Regions from separate parts of the Mus musculus genome. Here regions 2 and 3 are each linked to region 1. The links are chromatin contacts, called in public HiChIP or PLAC-seq and promoter capture Hi-C maps. All regions are on one chromosome and are shown on one strand. The core of a region is the stretch at or near the end of the contact, and the rest is flanking DNA. Distances in the headings are between cores, read along the strand shown. Region 1 overlaps Banf2os (a long non-coding RNA gene). Region 2 has its middle 15 kb from the start of Gm26165. Region 3 overlaps Bfsp1 (beaded filament structural protein 1, in lens-CP94).

Region 1 (3,340 bases), core at 432-2,931:
CACGCACATGGGCACACACACACACACACACGGGCACACACACACACACACACACACACACACGGGCACACACACACCCCATTTCCAAGCCACAAGGGCCTTAGTTGAAGTTGAACTCCCTCCCTTCCTTCCAAACCTGCTCCTTCCTTGATTCCTGCTACCCCACACATCTCAAAAATTTGTTCAAGATGGCCTGGCAGTTAAGGGCACATGCTGCTCTTTCAAAGGACTTAAGTTTGGTTTCCAGCATCGATGTGTAACAGCTCACATTCACATACAACTCCAGTTTTAGGGGAGCTTACCTTCCTCTGACCTCCTAAGACACCTAAACCACCTACACGCTCTCTCTTTCTCTCTCTCTCTCTCTCTCTCTCTCTCTCTCTCTCTCTCTCTCTCGCGCGCGCGCGCGCACACACACACACACAAGTAAACAATTTAAAGAAGAGGAAGAGGAAGAGGAGAATGTTGAGGATCGGTTCTAATACTTTGAATTAATCTGGCTCCCAAAATCTAGAATCTGAGTGTCCAAATGCTGAAAGTCCTTGTCCCCAATTGGTTTTTGATCAACCAATAAAGAGCCAACAGCCAATTGCTGGGCAGGTAGACTGACATGGGTCTTGGAGATTTGCATGGCCTAGGAACTGGGCAAAAGGAAGGAGAGGAGAATCACCAGGATTTGGAGGGAGACAGATTAGATTTAGAGCCGCAGAAGAAAAATCATCTGAAATGTAGGTGAGAAGGAATGTGGTTCCTGGAAGGGCTGCCCAGAAGCCTCTTAGGCAGCAAAGATTAGGGGGCTGCCCAGAAGGAGCCAGGGCAGCAAAGATAAAATATAGAATTAGAGGGTGTTAGGCCAGGAGTACTGGGAAGAAATGTGTGCTAGCCACAGGGAGGATTAGAACTGCCCAGCCTTTGAGCTAGTCAAAGCGAATCAAAAATTAGCTGGGTGTGTGTGTGTGTCTTTCATTTGTGAATCCGGCAAGCAAAGGAGACCAGCCAGGATCAAAGTGATTAGCTAAAATTACCACTACAGAAGGAGGAAGAGGAGCCACAAGGATGGTTCAGTTCCAAGCACCCATGTTAGGTGACTTCAGCTCCAGCCTGTACTCTAGCCCCAGGGAATCCAACACCTCTGGACTCTGGGCATTTGCCCATGAAAGCACATGTACCTGTGTACACACACACATGGCCTAATATCTTAGAGATTCATTCAACTTTCCTGTAACGATCATTCATTCCTCTGCCCCTCAGCGTGGATGTAGCACATTGGAGACCATCTGGACTGGTCCAGACTTACAGCCCTGACACCAAGAGCTGCAGTCAACATCTGACTGACACTCCTGCACAAATCTGTTTTCATATCTCTAGGCTAAATGTGTAGGAATGCACTCTCCAGTTGTGTCATAGTTTAGTTTTTAACAGAAACTTCCATGCCGTTTTGCAGAGTGGTTATACCACCATCCATCTATACATCCCACTAGCCACGGATGAGCTGTCCAGTTTCTCCCCAGTATCCTTGACGTTCCATTTCAGCCATCCTGAGAAGAGTGAAGATCTCTCATCATAGCTTTTATTTGCATTTCCCCAGAGGCTGAAGCCAGTGAGCCTCTTTTCATGTGCTTATTTGCCATCTGTAGACCCTCTTTGGTAAAATGTCTATTCATTTCTGAGCTTCCTCTTTTGAAAAGCGAAACTGCCCCAGTAAATCCGATATCTGTTTCCCTGCAAGTCTTCACATTTGCAGGAGCCACATCTACCAACAGGATGCCTGGTCAAGCATCATTGCCCCAGGGCTCAGGAGATGATTATGGCCCATCAGCAAGGATGGCCAAGATGCTGTGATGTTGTTAAGTAGGGCAGGAGATGGGATTCATTTGTTTTCTCTCTTAATTGCTATCACTGTGTTTGTGGTTGTGATGAAAACACAAACAATTTAAAGGGTGAAGTGATTAAGTTAGATTCATGACTTTAAAGGTGTCAGCTCATCCTTGCAGAGAGGGTGTGGAGGCATAGAGGAGTTCACGTGATGGTGACAAGAAAGCATAGAAAAAGAAGGAAATGGGAAGAAGCCAGGATACAGCCCAAGGACACCCTCCAGAGGCCTGTTCAGCTCTCCCCTGGCTTCTGCCTTCACTACCCTCAATAATGCCATGGTGTTATGAATCCATCAAGGGATTAAACCACCACATCAGGGCCCTCCAGGTCTAAGGTAAAGAGGAGAAACACCTTCACAGACATGCCCAGAGGTTTGCTTCATTATCCTGTGGATCCATAACCCAGTCGAGTTGACAATCAAAACCAGCACTGCCCCACCCCTTTTCCAATGGGTAGGCAGAGGCCTCTTAACCCAGCTTATAGGACCCCGAATCTCCAAGATCTTCCCCAGACTTCCTTTCCTACAACCTGTCTCAAAGTCACAAAATAAAGACTTCACTGTGATGCGCATAAGTTTTTAGTATTAATTAAAACTCTATATGTATATATGTCAATAATACAGTTAGCACTCGCCTGGACCAGAAAGGGAAGAAGTTGAAAGGAAATATTTAAGAGATATCACAGATTAGTGTGAGAAGGAAAGGGGCTAGCCTGGGTCTCAGGCAGCTGGTGTCTGTGGCCCGCACTGTCACTACTCTCTCAGATCTTGCTCTCTGTGACATCAACTACAATTTGTACAATGTAGGAGACATTGGACTCACCCACCCAGAAAGGGTGGAGCTGTTACTGGGCTCCAGTATGTCGTCTTAGGACAAGGCAATGATCTGCTGAGTTGCAGCCTAGGTCCAAGGCACCATATTGGGCAGTTCATGAACATCAAGGTAGCAGAAGTGGACAAGCTATGCAGATACAGTCTTTGATGGTCCCTCTAAGTTTATTGGTGACTTGGAGGGTTTCAATGAGGTCATCAAGGATACACAAAGTTCATTCTTCCTTTGTTCATGACACAGTCCCAAGGTTGGAAAGTTTTAGCTTGACTTCAGCCCAAATCTCCCCTATCACCCTGCCCTATAACCTTCCTCCTGGCTTCAGACTCCTGCTGACCTCACTGGCGGTTGATGGTAACACTTGTGAATATAACTAATACTCCCCTGAAACAATACAGGTCTTCTTCTCACTTTGAAGACCAGGATGTGTGTGTGTGTGTGTGTGTGTGTGTGTGTGTGTGTGTGTGTACGTACACAGGCATGCCTTCTGCATGTTAATTCAGAAATGCTAAATCTCTTACAGTCCTGTAGCCTTGCTGCCTCTGAGTCCTTTGCGTTAGTCATGAAGATATTAAAAAGGCAGGGAAGAAAATGAAGAAGACACACCCTTTTCCCCCAACCACTTCATTTCTATTCAC
Region 2 (3,693 bases), core at 999-3,498, 150 kb after region 1:
CAGGGAAAGAACCAGTGACAGGAAGTCCAGATGATATGAACACTGAACACTTCACAGAATCCTATTCTTCGGGAGCCACTACAAAGGCACGGGAAATACCGTGTAGAAAATAAATAAATGCTAAACCACAATGGGAAGGCAGCAAGAAAAGAAAGGGCAGACTCCAGAGCCAGAATGCCCACACACAGCTCTGGATAGCTCACCTCCTGCTCCCTCCAACCCCTTTCCAACCCTGCGTACTTCCTCAAGAAGTATTTAAAAACGTACTCAGAGGAGCTGAGGACCTGGCTCAGTGGTAAAGTGTTCTCACCTCACATGTGTGAGTGGGTACTCAGAACACTGCGGTCTCCTGCTCTTACCACACTGCTCTTACGGGCTCTGCGAACCAGCCTCTCCCCTTGGGCAGCTGGCAGCAGGAAAGCTGACCAATCAAGCCAGAGACCAGCTTCTCAGTGGGAAGAGACAGCTGAGGAAGCAATGAAATTAGAGACCAGCACTGCGAGTAAATTACAGAAGTGAAACTGCAGGCCGGGAGCCTTTCATTAACTCAACCTGCTGGGAAGAGGCCCAGCTAAGGAGAAAGCCAAGGAGAAGGTTATTATATTCCTGGGAAAGAGGGGAGATGATTGGGAGTCCCATCAAAGCCTAGGGGTCCATACCTGTCTGTTCAGGTCCTGTCCCTCACTGACTGACCCCAAGGGAGAGTCCTAGATGTAGCTGGGATCTTGGGTCCTGGGGCCTAGTCTCTCCACCTCATCTTCCTCAGCTGCAAGATGAAGCTGACCTATCCCAACTCGTTGGAAGTGACACACTGAATGAACCAAGTAGTCTCAGCCTTGACTTTAGCTCACAAGAACATGCGTATCTCTTATACTATCAACCCTGCAGACACACTGGTGCCCATCTGTAATCCCAGCACTGGGGGAGAAGGTAGAAGCCTGCTTGGGCTACAAAGCAAAACTCTGGCTCAAAACCCACCAAATTATAAACAATAAAATGCCAATACCCAAGCTGTCTCCACTCCCACTGAGATATAGGTCTTTAAGGTTGGGAAGGATTGGAGGCCCTGATGCATGAGGGGCCTTAGGAACCTGAGACTGTGGTGAATATGAAATGTGGGTGGGGCTGACAGCAGGGAGTGTTGAGGACTTCCAGTTCCATTTGCTGAGTATAAGCCACTGAGCAGCAGGTGCCTGAAACCAGGACCGTTGCATTACGTCAAGCCCATCTGGACAGAGGTCAGATAGGGCTGAGTGGAATGGTCTGGCTATGTCACTCAATGCTAGGGGCTTTAGTTAGGAAAATATAAACAGCCTAGGATTTCAGTGTGCCTGGATCTGGCACTGGGAACATAGCTCAATGGTTGGGCATATAATCAACAAGCATAAGGTCCTGGCTTTCTAATCCCTAGTGAACACATGTATGCATGGTTATGCATGTGCACATGCCCACACACAGTGCACATGTGCCCCCAAATTAAGATGTAAACTAAGTTTTAAAAAATGAACTTGGGGCTGGTGAGATGGCTCAGTGGGTAAGAGCACCCGACTGCTCTTCCGAAGGTCAGGAGTTCAAATCCCAGCAACCACATGGTGGCTCACAACCATCCGTAACAAGATCTGACTCCCTCTTCTGGAGTGTCTGAGGACAGCTACAGTGTACTTGCATATAATCAATAAATAAATCTTTAAAAAAAAAATGAACTTTAAACTTCTGTTCCTCAACTGGTGGTGGCGGTGCACACCTTTAATCCCAGCACTCGGGAGGCAAAGGTAGGCGGATTTCGAGGCCAGCCTGTTCTACAAAGTTCCAGGACAACCAGGACTATACAGAGAAACCCTGTCTTGAAAAACCAAAAAACAAAACTTCCATTCCTCAATTGCACTAGCTACCTTTCAAGTCCTCAGCATAGAAGTGACAGACTCACCAAATAAAACATACATGATTCCCAGCAAAAATTCAATCTCAGATCAAAGAAACAGTATATCAAATACTACATGAGAAATGCTAAAGAAAAATCTGGCTATTACCTAAAAGTCAAGATTGACAGTGTTTTGTATTTTACCCAAACCCCAGCATTCCCTCTAACAGCAAGGGACTTTGCTATGGAGACCTCAAGATGACTTGAAGCTGGGACTTAGCAGGGGACAGGCCTTCCCCATCTGTGGTTGGCTCCTCACTGAACTGCAGCTGGGCTCCATGAGGAAGTAACCCTAAAACGTGGTTTCCTCTGCTCTATACTTGGGAGTTGTCACTCAGCACCACCCCTTCATGGCTGGCACTCATGTCCCTAGAACACAGCCAGATTGAATGGAGTCCTAGGCTAAGCTGAAATCAGACTCCAGCCAAGTTGTTAGTGATGATCTATGACCTCACTTCCCTTTTAGCTCAGCCCAACAAGGGCCCTTCCAAGTAGCAGGTGCCCCCAGCTCTCGTCCCTAACAAGTGACAGGCAGTCTCATTCCTCCTATTCTGGGATTCACTGCAAGCTAGCAGTCTTCCGCAGGACTCAAGGAACAGGCCACAGTCAGCTGCACCCGCTCTGCACACGGCCTATGTACACACACTCTCATTGGCTTCTTCCCTGTCTCTACAGGATACTTTTCAGGCATCTATTCTTGCCAGACTTTCTGCCCTGTCTCTCATATCCCAGTCAGAATCCTTATACAATCAACAAATCCAAGGAGCCCTGAGGCCCTGTGGTAACTGCAGCTGGATTCAGCTGGACACACACACACACACAAAGCTGTCTCCAGTAAAGCTCTAAATTGCTTTGCAGGACCCTCCCTGAAGCAGCGACAAGGCAGATAGTAAGTACGAACCGAACTAGCCGGGCAGTGGTGACACACACCTTTAATCCCAGCACTCGGGAGGCAGAGGCTGGTGGATTTGAGTTCGAGGCCAGCCTGGTCGACAGAGTTCCAGGACAGCCAGGGCTACACTGACCTGGCAGCAGTTTGCACTCGCTGCTTTGGGCTATCCATCAGGAGTACAATTATTCCCTCCTATGGTTTTGCAACATGAAGGAACCAGGACAAGGACCCACAAAGCCCCGGGCCATTTCTAATTCCATTCAAATGATAGGAGACAAGCTGCAGTCAACAGTCCTAACAAGTGGCCATCTGCCCAGTGTTAGCAAAACATGTCAGGTGGAAACCTCTCAAAGAGATGCCCTGTCCCATTAATCAGACAAACTACTGCTCATGGGCAAGAACTGATAAACAATCAGAACTATCCTTTGCACAAAAACTAAAAATTCAAACAGTACCCAACAAACTTTAAAGGTTTGAAAGTCGGCAGAAGAATCTGTTCAAAAGCGCGTCTGGGAAAGCCCAGGGCCCCCCCCCCCCCCCCCCCCGGTTCAGTATACCCAACCCACAGCTGGAAGAAATCCAACACCCTAAGTTGTTTGTTTTGACCTGTGTGTGACACACAGGGCCAGGCCCACTCAGTAATATTAAAATATAATTTCCTAGGCCCTTGGAAACATCCCGGGAGTACTCCATGGGGAAAAGGGCAGAGGCAGAGCTCACTGGCAGGTCACTGGCCTAGTGTGTAACAACACCCTGGGGTGTGATCCTCAGCCTTCTCAAGGCACCTTCTATTCCAAGAAAGCAGTTGGAAACCAGAAACTGGCCCCCAAAGGGAAAAGAAGCCTGGGGATATTTGACTGTTGTGCTGTTCCAGTCAAAT
Region 3 (3,372 bases), core at 94-2,593, 250 kb before region 1:
TTGGGCACCTGTGTTTGGCTGACTTGAAGGAGAGGCCCCCAGCTCCAATCTCGGGCTCTGTTCTTAGAGGCATGGATCTAATGCCTGTGGAGCCGCCTGGAGGACTTGTTACGACAGGAGTTGCCAGGCCACAGCTGGTCTGGATGTACCCGTGAATCTGCACTTCTGACAAGTTCCCAGATGCTGCTGATGCTGCTGGGCCAGGGAACTTACCCTGAAGGTCCTAACCGGGAGACATTCTGGAAGCATCGAAAACCTTAACCAGCACCACAAAGTAAGTTATTTAAATTAATTAAATTAATCCTAATCACATAAGCCAAGGAGGAGGAGAAGGAGGAGGGGGAGGGGGAGGGGGAGGGGGAGGAGGAGGAGGAGGAAGAGGAGGAGGAGGAGGAGGAAGAAGAAGAAGAAGAAGAAGAAGAAGAAGAAGAAGAAGAAGAAGAAGAAGAAGAAGAAGAAGCAGAAGCAGAAGCAGCAGCAGCAGCTAAGAGGAGAAGTTGGAGGCAGAGGGTTAGACCCAGGACTTTACACACAGCGCTGGCGTGGAATAGCCTTGGGCCAAGGAATGCACAACCTCTTTGACTAAACAGGGTCCTCCCCACTATAGCCTGTCGGAATTGACTTGTACCAACCACACACCCGACACTGTGAGCAAGTTCTCCCATAAGATCCTCCAGCAGGGGCCCAGGTGGACTACACACACACACACACACACACTTTATGCCACCCTGGGAGACCCAGAACAGAGAGACCAACCTGCTTGCCCCACTCCCTGACTTACAGAACAGTGTGAAAATGAGAAAATACGCAGGAGCCACGTCACATACATGGGCTGTGACAACCCGTGAAGGTGGCACACCTGAGGTTCATTAGACCAATTTTTGTTATTTTGTTAGACCAATTTTGTTATGTTCAGTATTTTGTTACTGAACAGTCACCTCTCTGGATCCTAAGAGTCCCAATCAACCAATTATGCCTCTGCTGAAAAATATATATATATGTGTGTGTGTGTGTGTGTGTGTGTGTGTGTGTGTGTGTGTATAACCATGTTTGTCATCATTTCCTAAATAATAAAAAATAAAACTACTTATACCCACTCACACTATCCTGGATGTTATAAGTTGTTGGGGTTGAGTTCAAGGCTATGGGAGAACTTCATAGTTCACATACAAGCACTAAGCACTTTGGAGTCTTGAGCAAGTGTGATTTTCAGTACCTGTGGGGTTGTGAAGACTAATCCCCCTTGGATACTGACAAGCGACTGTACATGCCCTGCAGAGCATCATGGACGTGCACTGGTCCACTTGACCACAGTGTGGAAGCACTGTGCTTTCTGTAGAGGCCATGCTTCCTGTTTGCATTTTGCCTTCGTGCATAGCAGTGGTGTGGCAGCAAGCCATGACTGTATCAGCCAGGACACACCCTACACTCGACAGGGTGCTGTGCTGTAAGGTTGGGGTGTGTAATAGATAAGTGGGCCATATAAAAGCCATGTGCACCTCAGGTTACTTCAGCTTGCTGCAGATTCATCCAGACATGACCCCTCGAGTCAAGGACACTGGATAACATATGGATAACTATCTTTATAGAATTGGCTTGCTTTGAATAATTTTTTTTGCCTTCAACAACATTTTATGAGAAAGGATCCACAAACTTCACCAGACTAATAAAATCTAGGGACAGGGAAGGGAACCTAGAGGAGAAAGTGAGACCCTACCTTAGACACAGAGATAAACTGCTAAGTCTCAGTAGTGTCAGAGGCTGAGAACAGGACCTGACCCAACAGTTATACCTCATGTACTCAGAAACCAGGCCAAGCCTGTTGTTTCCCACCCAATGAACTATAACTAAGAGTTTGAAAAACATGGGTTTCCAGGACCATAACAGGCCTGCACCTGCTTCCTCAGTCCCATGCACACATGCACAATACACACATCCCACATGCAGGCACATGTACCCTACATCAATAGATCACACACTTCCTATACATATCATGGTTTTATAGCCATCAAAAATATGTGTGCACACAAAGAAAGACAAACAGTCTCCCCCCTCCCCCCCCCCCGCAGAACTAAAATTTTCCATGTGAGGCTAGGGCCTTGATCTTTTTAGTATCTAGGGCTGTGTTTTTCAACTTTGTCACCCAGACCACAGGAAGTGACATAGTTCACACCATAGGCCACATCATATGTGTGCATTTGAGCAAATACATGTGTAGTCAAAAATATACAGATACATTTAAGACAAAAGTTTTCCAGGATAAACTTTGTATACTTCTCACTGCCATGCATTCTGTTACTTCTTATTCCCAGCGCCATTGTGTTGCTTTCTTCTAATTTTTTATAAAGACTTATGTATTTACTGTACGTATATGAACACACTGTCACTATCTTCAGACACACCAGAAGAGGGCATCAGATCCCACTACCGATGGTTGTGAGCCACCATGTGGTTGCTGGGAATTGAACTCAGGACCTCTGGAAAAGCAGCCAGTGCTCTTAACCCCTGAGCCATCTCTCCAGCCTGCTTTCTTCCTTTTTTGTACCAGTCAATTCTACTGAATTCATTTTACACCTGGTGAATTTCAAGGAACAATTTGAAAACCACAGTCTCCAGAACCGGGACTGGGCCTACACCCACTTCCTCAGTCACATGTAAAACACTTACACCATACACACATCCCACGTGCATGCACATATGCCCTACACAGATAGATGAATAAGTCATACTTCATATGAACATCACACGCCACACATATACCTGACATTACACACCCCACATATACACATGTATATACACATACATGCACACATGCAGAGCCCACGCACCCTTCACATTACACATGCATGCAATATACATATCATACACACTTTACAATATACTCTACATACATACACAGCAAATACACTCAAATCACCTCATATACTCACACACTACCCACAGACCTTATATACACATATACGACATACACCACACACACTATATACATATCACACACACACACCACATTCTCTACATAAACATTTCTCCATCTCTCCCTTCTCCACTCCCCTCCCTCCCTCAAAAGAAACCACGGTCACTGAGAAGTATCTAGTCCCTGAGGCATGGTTATGTCCTGGGAAGAAGGCATTTTTAAGGCCTGACTCAATTTCTCTCCTGTGATCTTTCACTCAGGGGGCAACCACTGTTCCTTGTTGCCCCCTTGTTGTAGCATTGTCTTCTGGGACTGCTGCACAGTGAGAGCTTTATGAGGGGCCCAGTGGGGATGGAAAACAGGATGTCAGAAATGGTGATTAAATGAGAATCCAGTTAAGTTTTTCCTGATGCCCTGGACTCTGAACAGTAGGCCCTGAGTGTCATGACAACCCAGAT

What was found. Promoter capture Hi-C pulls out the DNA fragments that hold promoters and counts their contacts. HiChIP or PLAC-seq counts read pairs in DNA pulled down with a chosen protein or histone mark.
Region 2: a contact with region 1 is called in a promoter capture Hi-C map of pre-B cells, with 2.5 times the contacts expected there. The contact joins two enhancer-like sites. A contact is called at or near these places in 1 of 39 promoter capture datasets (pre-B cells), 1 of 115 datasets of contacts at active chromatin or transcription factors (embryonic stem cells) and 2 of 9 other capture datasets (adipose tissue and liver).
Region 3: a contact with region 1 is called in an H3K27ac HiChIP or PLAC-seq map of large pre-B cells, with 2.6 times the contacts expected there. The contact joins two enhancer-like sites. A contact is called at or near these places in 3 of 484 Hi-C or Micro-C datasets (B cells, the G1E-ER4 cell line and germinal center B cells) and 1 of 115 datasets of contacts at active chromatin or transcription factors (large pre-B cells).

What each region holds. Positions count from the first base shown.
Region 1 is chr2:144,091,315-144,094,654 of GRCm38.p6, forward strand. All of the region lies in intron 2 of Banf2os (a long non-coding RNA gene), which reads right to left. Among named protein-coding and RNA genes, the nearest start is that of Banf2, 60 kb to the left of the region's middle. Within about 2 kb of position 1,682, at least 14 of the 459 cell types and tissues checked have an H3K27ac peak or open chromatin away from gene starts, as enhancers often do. A contact at or near this core is called in pre-B cells, where this site is marked.
Region 2 is chr2:144,245,258-144,248,950 of GRCm38.p6, forward strand. No RefSeq gene overlaps it. Among named protein-coding and RNA genes, the nearest start is that of Gm26165, 15 kb to the right of the region's middle. Within about 2 kb of position 2,249, at least 129 of the 459 cell types and tissues checked have an H3K27ac peak or open chromatin away from gene starts, as enhancers often do. A contact at or near this core is called in pre-B cells, where this site is marked.
Region 3 is chr2:143,837,513-143,840,884 of GRCm38.p6, forward strand. All of the region lies in intron 5 of Bfsp1 (beaded filament structural protein 1, in lens-CP94), which reads right to left. Among named protein-coding and RNA genes, the nearest start is that of Bfsp1, 24 kb to the right of the region's middle. Within about 2 kb of position 1,344, at least 92 of the 459 cell types and tissues checked have an H3K27ac peak or open chromatin away from gene starts, as enhancers often do.